Regions from separate parts of the Mus musculus genome. Here region 1 is linked to region 2. A link is a contact called in public targeted proximity ligation data. All regions are on one chromosome and are shown on one strand. The core of a region is the stretch at or near the end of the contact, and the rest is flanking DNA. Distances in the headings are between cores, read along the strand shown.

The links.
Region 1: a contact with region 2 is called in a targeted proximity ligation map of pancreatic cancer cells. A contact is called at or near these places in 1 of 130 datasets of targeted methods (pancreatic cancer cells) and 1 of 9 other capture datasets (embryonic stem cells).

What each region holds. Positions count from the first base shown.
Region 1 is chr19:24,639,235-24,643,977 of GRCm38.p6, reverse strand. No RefSeq gene overlaps it. Among named protein-coding and RNA genes, the nearest start is that of Tmem252, 32 kb to the left of the region's middle.
Region 2 is chr19:24,014,869-24,019,971 of GRCm38.p6, reverse strand. The region is part of intron 2 of Fam189a2 (family with sequence similarity 189, member A2); the gene reads left to right. Among named protein-coding and RNA genes, the nearest start is that of Fam189a2, 14 kb to the left of the region's middle.

The sequences.
Region 1 (4,743 bases), core at 913-3,412, 620 kb before region 2:
CTACACTACCATCTTCCCCAAAGAAGAGAGCCCTTATAACTTGTGGTTTCTCTGGGCTGGGTGCTTCTGCTCCACTTTCCTTCCTCCTCCTCCTCCTCTGTCATCCTCTCTCTCTCTCTCTCTCTCTCTCTCTCTCTCTCTCTCTCTCTCTCTCTCCCCAAAAACCTTCAGCTCCACCTTCCCCTCTTTATCCACCCAATCACTGGCTCTAGGCTTTATTTATAAATTAAGGTGGGAAGCAGGTTTACAGGAAATCACCTGAGTGCTGACTCATTCCTTGTTCGCAGCCCCTCACAGGAGAACAGAATTAACATCAAATACAATTAGTCCCAGGGCTATCTTCAGATCTTCTCTATGCTGCCTCCTCTTCTAGAGGATCTTGAAGAGCACCAGGATGGCCTAAAGACTGTGGTCCTGATGCAGACTATCGGATAGAGCCATCAAAGAAGCTGTGGGAAGATGCTGATATTCAGACCCTCCCCACAGAGAGTCTGTGCCCATTGGCCTGGGGAAGTGGGTTTATGTCTGCTGTATTTCCCAGGTGATTCAAGTACAGAGCTGGAGCCTAAGAGTCCTTCCTTGAGGATAGAAAGTTTCCTTTGCAATCACACTTTTATAGGCACGATGGGAGAAGTCTGACCCCCTAATCCCTGAGGAAAAAAAAAGATTCGTGTAAACAAAGATGGAGAAAGAGCTTGTCACTTATCCACTTAGTCCATGAAACAGTGACCTCGTGGATATGGGAAGGATTTGTCCCCAGGAAGTGCAAAGTTAGCTAGAGAAAACAACAACAACAACAACAACAACAACAACAACAACAGAGACGTAAATAATTGTGAGTTATAACATCAAGCTTTCCTACCCAGCCACTTTGTTCCCAGAGTAAGGGCTCTGAGACTGAATATTTTATAAATAAACGCCTCGGCCATAAGCTAGGGCTTGTTCCCCTGACTAGCTCATGACTCAATTATCTGGTTATTCTGTTCTACAAAGCACCACATGGCTTGTTACCTCTTCTCAGAGTTCCTGACTAATCTCCCACACTTCTGACTGTTTTTGAATTCCTCTTTATCCCCACTCCCTCCATCTTTCTGTCTCTCCCTCTCTGTCTCTCTGTCTCTGTCTGTCTGTCTGTCTGTCTGTCTCTCTCTCTCTCTCTCTCTCTGCTGGATACCCCACCTCCTAATCCTGCCTCAGCTCTTTGGCCATAGGCTTATTATTATTATTATTATTATTATTATTATTGTTGTTGTTGTTGTTATTGACAAGTGATGCATCCATACAGAATATAAGAGATTTTCTCTACAGTGAGTGTTGTGCACTTTATGTGACAAGAAAATCATCTGAGGGAAAAAAATGATCAGAGGAAAGTGAGGTCTTGCCCCAAGGGAGGCATGTCAAGAATGCCAGTACAGTTTACTTTAAAAGCTGGCCATTGAAGGGACAAAGGTGACAGAGTCATAACTTAAACCCCGGTAAGTGTGACTAATGTGGGTCGTGTACACACTCAGTAACACAGCTGTTACTTTTCCTTTCCTCTCAAAATGATACCTGCAAGCTGAGCAATGGCCGCAGAGGGTGGCTAACGGGGGACACCAGATGCCTTCAGACAATGAACCCGAAATGATAACTCCTCCCTCCCCTGAGTTCTACTCCAGTCACAGTATTTGTGTAGGGCAACAAGAGGGAGCTCCAGCTCCATGGTGTGACAGCTACTCGCAGGAGGAAGAGGATGGCTCCTTTTTGAAGACATTGACTAGATCATGGCCCTAGGGAGGATGGGTAGAGAGCAGCAAAGGTCTGAGCCTACTCTAAGGAAGTCTGTCTTTGGACCTTCATGCTATTACAGTGACTTGAGTATGGGCAAAGCTTCCAAGAGAGTTCTTTTTCACCTAGCAGCATCAGTAACAAGAAGATACATTCTCCAAAGTCAAGGTCAGGCAAAGAGTCAAAGGTGAAATAGAGACAAACAGTAGCGGCTCTCTCTCTCTCTCTCTCTGCTTTTTAATATTCCTGAATATGTACAAAATTCCTTTCTAGAAAGTTACTAATTTCTTTATCTCAAATTTTCAACAGAGAATGGTTCTAATTCACTGCTAGACTATTGCTATGCGTGGACTGTGTGTGTCCCTCCAAATGCACACATTGTACTGCCGCTTACAGATGTGATGTTATTAGACAGTGGAGCCATTAAAGGGGGATTACGTCACAAGGGCCCTTTTAAGGCATTGTGTAAAGCATTTTTAAAAGAGTCCCCAGAGCACTGACTCCTTCTTCTCCCAAGAAGGAAGGATACAGCTAAGACTCACTGTCTATGACTAGGAAAGCAGGCCCTCACTGAATACCAAATGTGCTTCAGCCTGGATCCACAACTCCTTGTACCCTGGGGCTATCAGAATTATGGTTCTGATGTTTATAGGCCAGCCATTTGGTATGTTGTGATATGGCCTGAGTGGACTAAGACACCTATTGTTTCTGCTACAGACATTCTCATAGTCTTAGGTCAAAGACTCTATCCACATGTCTTTTCCCCCTTGCCCCTGCCACCATAGCCTATCCCTAGATCAAGGCGTAACATAGGCTAACAGGCTGGATTTGTCTGTTACATTTTGGCTTACACTTTTGGTAAGATTGGAGATTTCCCTTGGTGCCAGCATATTACTATTAATGCTTAGAGCTCAGAGAGTCCTGACAGTCTGGATCAGCTGCACATTCTCTACTGAAAGCGCACGCAAGCTTGTGGTCAGGGCTGCCATTCCTGCTTCCTTTAGAGGGTGAGTCAGACGCTGGTGGCTCCCTTTCCTAATCCTTTATAGCAGTGTGCACCTGTCCACAGTGAAAAGGAGGTTGGAAACTTCCAGATTCAAATATGGCAGGCAAGAGTATTCTGGGTTCCCTTCTGTACGTCACGTGCTGAGATTCAGCGTGCCAGAGCCCACTGATTTTGTATCTTCAACTATTAGGAAGCTATCTGGGCATCTACTGCTGCTGCTGCTGCTACTTTATTTATTAATTATTATTATTATTATGCATGATAATAACTATATTATTTTTATTGTTATTATTATTATTATTTGTTTTAAGATGGTTCAAAGACACACAACATTTTGATAATAAGCTCTGTGTACTATGACCTTAAAAAAATAACAACCAGGTTTTATTTAAATAAATAAATAAATAAACAAACAAACAAACAAACAAACAAACAGCCGGGCGTGGTGGTGCACGCCTTTAATCCCAGCACTCGGGAGGCAGAGGCAGAGGCAGGCGGATTTCTGAGTTCAAGGCCAGCCTGGTCTACAAAGTGAGTTCCAGGACAGCCGGAGTTATACAGAGAAACCCTGTCTCACCCCCACCCCAAAAACAAATAAACAAAAACCACTCTCGGGTTTCCACAAGAAATAATCTTTATTGAGGGTACACTCTGACCATCCCAGGACATCCTGCAAAGCACTATATCTTAAAAGTCTACACCATCACCCAGAGCTGCATTTTGGGGACCAAGAACTTCTTGAACATGACTTTTATAACCTCCCCAACCTTCTAAATTAGACGCATGGCAGGAGTGTGCACTCATTCCTCACATACACATACTCCTACCGTGGTTCTGTCTACATTGGGGTCCTTCCTTCATCAGGGACTTAGGAATAAAGGGATGGAACATAGTCATTTAAATACTGAAAAATATACAGAATTTCTACTAAATAATTTACCACATACCTACTCAAATGAGCACCATGAATGTGTGCGATAGTGGTAGGTAGATAGGGTATCTTGAGGGAACAGGACAGAGGCCTCATCTTACTTCAGATTTAAGGATTTTACCTCCTACTCCCATGATTTCTCCTGATCGCTAATCTTTGTTGTAACATAACTGGATTTGTTCAAGTTTATGAGGGTGTTTCCAGAGAGGCATAACTGAGAAGGGAGAATCCATCTGAATGTGGAAAACACCATCCTATGGGCTGGGGGTCCCAGTCTGTGTGGTCAGAAATCAAACAAAAACAAAAACCATGATAACATGCAATCAGCAGCCACTAGTTCCTGCTGCCTTAGCTAGAATTGTTCTGGTCACCATGGCATCCCACCATGGCATCTCACCATTGTGTCATAGCATGGCATCCCACCGTGGCAACCCACCATGGCATTCCACCATGACAACTCACCATGGCATTCCACTATGACAACCCACCATGCTATCCCACCATGGCATCCCACCATGCTATCCCACCATGGCATCCCACCATGACATCCCATCATGACAACCCACTATAGAAACCCACCATGACAACCCACTATGACAACCCACCATGCTATCCCACCATGGCATCCCACCATGCTATCCCACCATGGCAACCCACCATGACATCCCATCATGACAACCCACTATGGAAACCCACCATGACAACCCACTATGACAACCCACCATGCTATCCCACCATGGCATCCCACCATGCTATCCCACCATGGCATCCCACCATGCTATCCCACCATGGCATCCCACCATGGCATCCCACCATGACAACCCACTATGGCAACCCACCATGGCATCCTACAATAATGAACTATAATTTTGAGCTGTGAGACAACCTTCCTTTCTTTCATTGTCTTTGTCAGGCATTCTGTCACAACAGTGAGAAAAGTAGTTGATCAGATATATCTCAATATAAAAATACCTTATGAACATTTTATTGCTCCCACAGATGTGCCCAGTCCTTCCAGAATGCTTGCATTGGTCTTGTC
Region 2 (5,103 bases), core at 1,697-4,196:
CCCTTCCAGTTCCATGCCATGGTGAGACAACATGATGCAGAACAGAGGGGTCAGGGTCGCGGGTCCCCACACTGCTTTGAGAATCTTGAGCTCCAACATGCTTTCAACTCTTCAAGTAATATAGGCAGCATTTTGTTACGCCATCGTTTATTGCGTTTGCTGGAATGCCTTTAACATATTGGAAAGGGCAAATCGTGGGTGTAGCATTTAATAGGTTGGAAAGCAGGATAGGAGTGAAGGAGGTGTTGGGTGAACCCATGGCTCATAGCTGAGGCGTGTTTTGCTCAGCTGTTTGGGATTAATGTCTGCAGGAGGAGGGTGGATGGACGGCGTTCTTTGTTTGTATCTGGCTTTGGGGTATTGTTGGCTATTTGGTCAGTACTTTATTAATACTTTATTAAGGTATTAAGGTGAATGAGGATAAGAAAATCTCCTGTTTGTATTCTAAGATTTCCAAGTGACAAAAAGTGGATGGAGTTCAGGAAAGCCCACTTCTGGGACACTCGTGATACACACACACACACACACACACACACACACACACACACACATTTGAGCATTAACAAGTGTAGGTGAAAATTACATTAATAAAAGTAACTTACATAGTTTGTTGTAAAGTTGTACCCATTTTAGGGGCCTTGGCGTGGTCATGAAGACCTGCCTTTGAATATCTAGTAACCACATACAAAAGCTGTGCATGGCTGTGCCTGCCTGTGCCTGCCTATAATCCAACATTGAGGGCCAGATATAGGCAGATCCTGTGAATCCATTGGCCAATACAGCCTCACCAACATGATGAGCTTCTTGTTCACTGAGAGTCCCTGGTCAAGGCATTACGTCAGTGAGTAACAGAGGAAGTCCCCACTGTCCTGCTGTGGCTTCCATATGTACATACATGGATACATGCACTGACATCCACACACGTGCCCCACACATATGTGCCATACGAAGAACATGCAGCATGCATAACACCCAGAAAAGTTATAACCAGCATGTATATACTGTCTCATGTCCCACCTTTTCAGGTCACTGTAAATTAGTATTAGGTAACACTGTTTCTGCATGTGCCACTCATTGTTGCCGAGCAGTCTGCTACTGTATTTCTATCATTAACTTTTGTCATAAGGCCAGGCGTTCGAACTGTGACGTTGTAGTGGCAGAATATTGGATAGAGAGTGTCATTGTGGCAGCTAGTTTTTGTCAATGTGATATAAGCAAGTGGTGCCTGGAAAGAGGGAAATTGAATTGAGAAGATGTGTCCTTCAGATGGTCTGTGGGGTATTTTCTTGATTGATGACTGGTGAGGGAGGGTTAGCTCACTGTGGGCGGTGCCACCCCTGGGGGCAGGTGGTTCTGAGTGCTATAGAAAGCAGGCTTAGTAAGACATGAAGACCAAACCAGTAAGCAATACTCCCTCCTGGGCTTTGCTCTAATCCTGCTTCCAGGTTCCTGCCCTGACTTCCCTCAGTGATAGGGTGTGACCTGAGAGTTGTGAGCTGAGATAAATGCTTTCTTCCTCTAGTTGTTTTCAGTCAGCGTTTTGTCAGAGAAACAAGCGAACTAGACTAGTTGTAAAATATTAATCTAACTTAAAGTAAGTGATATGATTTTATAACTTAAAATAAGGGCTTGCAACTGGGTAAGGCTGAGACTGTCAGCTCATAAGTTAAGTCTCAGTCACTATGCTACATGGGTTTATATGCATCTTAGTAAGACAGCATTATAGCCAGGTGTAGTGATGCATGCCTGTAAAACCAGCATTTAGGAGGCTGAGGCTGACCATGGAGAGTTCAAGGCCAGTCTGTACTACTTAGAAGACCTCTTCTTACGCAACAAAACCAACACAAACAAACGAAGCAGCGGCTGAGAGATGAGAGATGGCTTAGTGTTTCTTGCAGAGGATTCAATTCCCAGGTGGCTCACAGCTGCCAGGAACACCAGCTTCAGAGGATCTGATGTCCTCTTTGTCCTCTGGAGGCACACATGTGCACACACACACACATCTCTCTCTGTCTCTGTCTCCTCTCTCTCTCTCTCTCTCTCTCTCTCCCTCTCCCTCTCTCTCTCTCTCTCTCACACACACACACACACACACCCTGCACCAAATACATTAGTTTAAGAAATGAACACAATGTGTGTAGAAAGAAACTGGCAGTGCCTTTCAGCTGTGCCTGGCTCTTCCTCTGAACCACACAAGTCTGCCTTTTGGAGCTTAGTTTTCCTGCCTTGAGAAGATAACTTCGTAATACAGGCTCAACTCTCCCCTCCCCCTCCCCCCACTTGGGTGTGTATTGCACCCCTCCCTCCCTCCTTTCCTTCCTTTCTGTGTTGCCCAGGTTCCCCTCCCTTGCTTCCTGAGTGTTGGAATGTGCCAGAGGTCAATGTAGGGAAGAGGCCTTGTTGCATTAGAGAAACCAGTGGGGCCTTTTTTTTTTTTTTTTTTCCAAGACAGTCTCAACTTTGAACTCCATGTGTAACTGAGGCTGGCCTTGTTCTCTGCACCCTCCTGTCTCTGAGCCCCAGAACTGGGATTTTAGGGATGCTTCAGTGCACCTGGGGCATTGTTTTGCAGATCTGGGTTTAGCTGTCCAGCTTTGGCACCTCCTGGCTTCACCTCCCCCTTCACATACTGGGCATTGCTTGCCTAGGTCTTTCTTCCCCTAGCCCAGTGCTTGGCTGTGGGTTTCTTTGGCTCTCAGCTCAGCAGCCACAGCCACACCCTGAGGAGGCACTTTCCCTGGCTACCCCAATGACTGCTTCCTGCTTTCCAGAGTGTAGTGACCTAGCCAAGAGCATTGAGGCAGCCTGCTTAGCCTGTGGACTGGCTGCTTAGGGTTCTGTGTGTCTCCCCAGGAGGCTCTTCACTTCCCCTTCCAGCTCTAGGGCCAGTTCACTCTTATGCTTCTGTGGCTGTGTGGAGGAGGCTGGGGCAAGACTGGCCATTGGCCCCCATCCAGCCCCTTGGGAGACCAGCTGTCCTCGTTTCCAGTTATGTCCACACCAGCCTGGAACATGTGAGTGTTCCTTTGTAAGGAGCAGTCCTTTTGTGTGCCCTCTTCTGATTGTGACTGCGATTACTTCAGGTTGTTGATCAGCTTGAACAAAAGAGGGTCAGTTTGTCCCAGTTCCTTCAAACTCACGTTTCCATGGAAACCCAGACCTTCATTCATTGGCTACTATCAGCAGAGCACTCCCATGCCCAGGACAATGATAGTGCTGGAGAATAGGTTTTAAATACTTGTGGTTGTCCTTAGGGTAAAGCATATGCCTGTATGTAGCAGTCTAGAGTAAGTATTTTGCACAAAAGGCTAACATTTTCCATGTTTAAAGTATATTCTTATTTTTCTGCTTCTTATTCCTTTTGGATTTTAACAAAAAGTTTTGAAATTGTTTAAAAAAAAATCAGACTCTGTTCCAGAGATGGCCTCGAAAATTGTCATGTATGGGTACCTCAGTTAGTAAACAGAATTGTCTTAATTACATGCTTTTCCTCGGTAGTGCGTTAGTAAGAATCACCGCCATGAACATCCAGCTGCCCAGTAGAGTTTTGGTTGCTCATGAAGTGGTAGTTGGAACTGATGCTACTTTCTTGTCAGTGTGGAGTAGGTGGGGTGCATGTGACCCGCATACTGGTGTAAAGGAAGCTCTGTCATCAATGTAACAAACAAAGGCTCAGGGCCAGGGTGATGGTTCTAGCCTGATGGCCTGACTCGATCCCCAGGACTCATGGCAGAAGGAAAGAACAGACTCTTACAAGTTGCACTCTGACCTCCAGATGCATGCTGTGGCATGCCCCCAACAAACAAACAAATAAACAAACAAACAAACAAACAAATGTATATCTCGGATTCCATGTAGTTATTTTATTTTATTTGAACAGGTCTCATTATATAACCCTGGTGGCCTTGGAACTCACCATGTAAACTGGATGGCCTTGAACTCACAGAGATCTGCCTGCTTCTGCCTTCTGTGTGCTGGGATTAAAGGCCTGTGCCACTATGCACGGCCGGTTCCATTTGTTCATTCTTACTTGTAGGTGTCCTAAATTATACCTCACAGCGAGGACAAGAAATGGTAACTACGGTGGCTACTTAAAAACGATTCTTTGATTGTGCCAGCTTCATTAGAATGGTTAGAACAAAATGGCTTAACTATACTATACATTCCTCCCTTCATTTACTCTACATAAGGTAGGCCAGGGATCTGGCTCTGTTTCCCAGCACTTAGAGACCCGGGGGCCCTTCATCTGTTGAGAGAATCATGGGAGACTAACATGCTTTGTTTGAGGACTAACCTTCAAGATTGATTAACTAGAGAGTCACGCTTCCTGAGGCCCTGAAGAACTGGAGTCTAAACCAGCACATGCAATTGAGGATTCTCTGCATACAAATGAGATGGGCCGTGGGGCTCTTTGGCCCCATGTAGGCTGCTGCATTCAAAGACATCTTGTGGCTGACCATAACTTGGAATGAGCCCTGATTATTTCACAGTGTATGAGACCTAGATTTAACGCTGACACATTACCACTAATTATTAGGTACCCGTGAGGCAATCTTGTAATTTATGTGTCTGTGAAATAGGTGCCTTGATTCAGAACAATATTTTGCATCCTTCTTACTGTGCCATTAGAGATTTCCAGAACCCTCCCTAGTTATTTTGATGATATTTTAATTTCAGATGGGCATTGTAAGCTCCCTTTGTATAAGTTGTAATTCAGTGACCATACACTCTTCTATCATTTGCTTACTCTTCCTCCCCCCTTCCCTTCCCTTCCCTTCCCTTCCCTTCCCTTCCCTTCCCTTCCCTTCCCTTCCCTTCCCTTCCCTTCCCTTCCCTTCCCCTCCCCTCCCTTCCCTTCCCTTCCCTTCCCCTCCCTTCCTTCTTGTTGTTTTGAGATAGAGCATCATGTATCCCAAGCTGGCCTCGAAGTAGCTATGTAACCAAAGATGGTTTTAAACTTCTCATCCTTCTGCCCCCACTTTCTGGATCCTAGGACTATAGGCATGTGATTCCATGCATGGTTTTCTTTGATGCTGGACATCGAATCTAGTAGGTCCTTTGCGTACTAGGGAAGCATTCTACCAAGTAAGTGAGTTGCAGTCC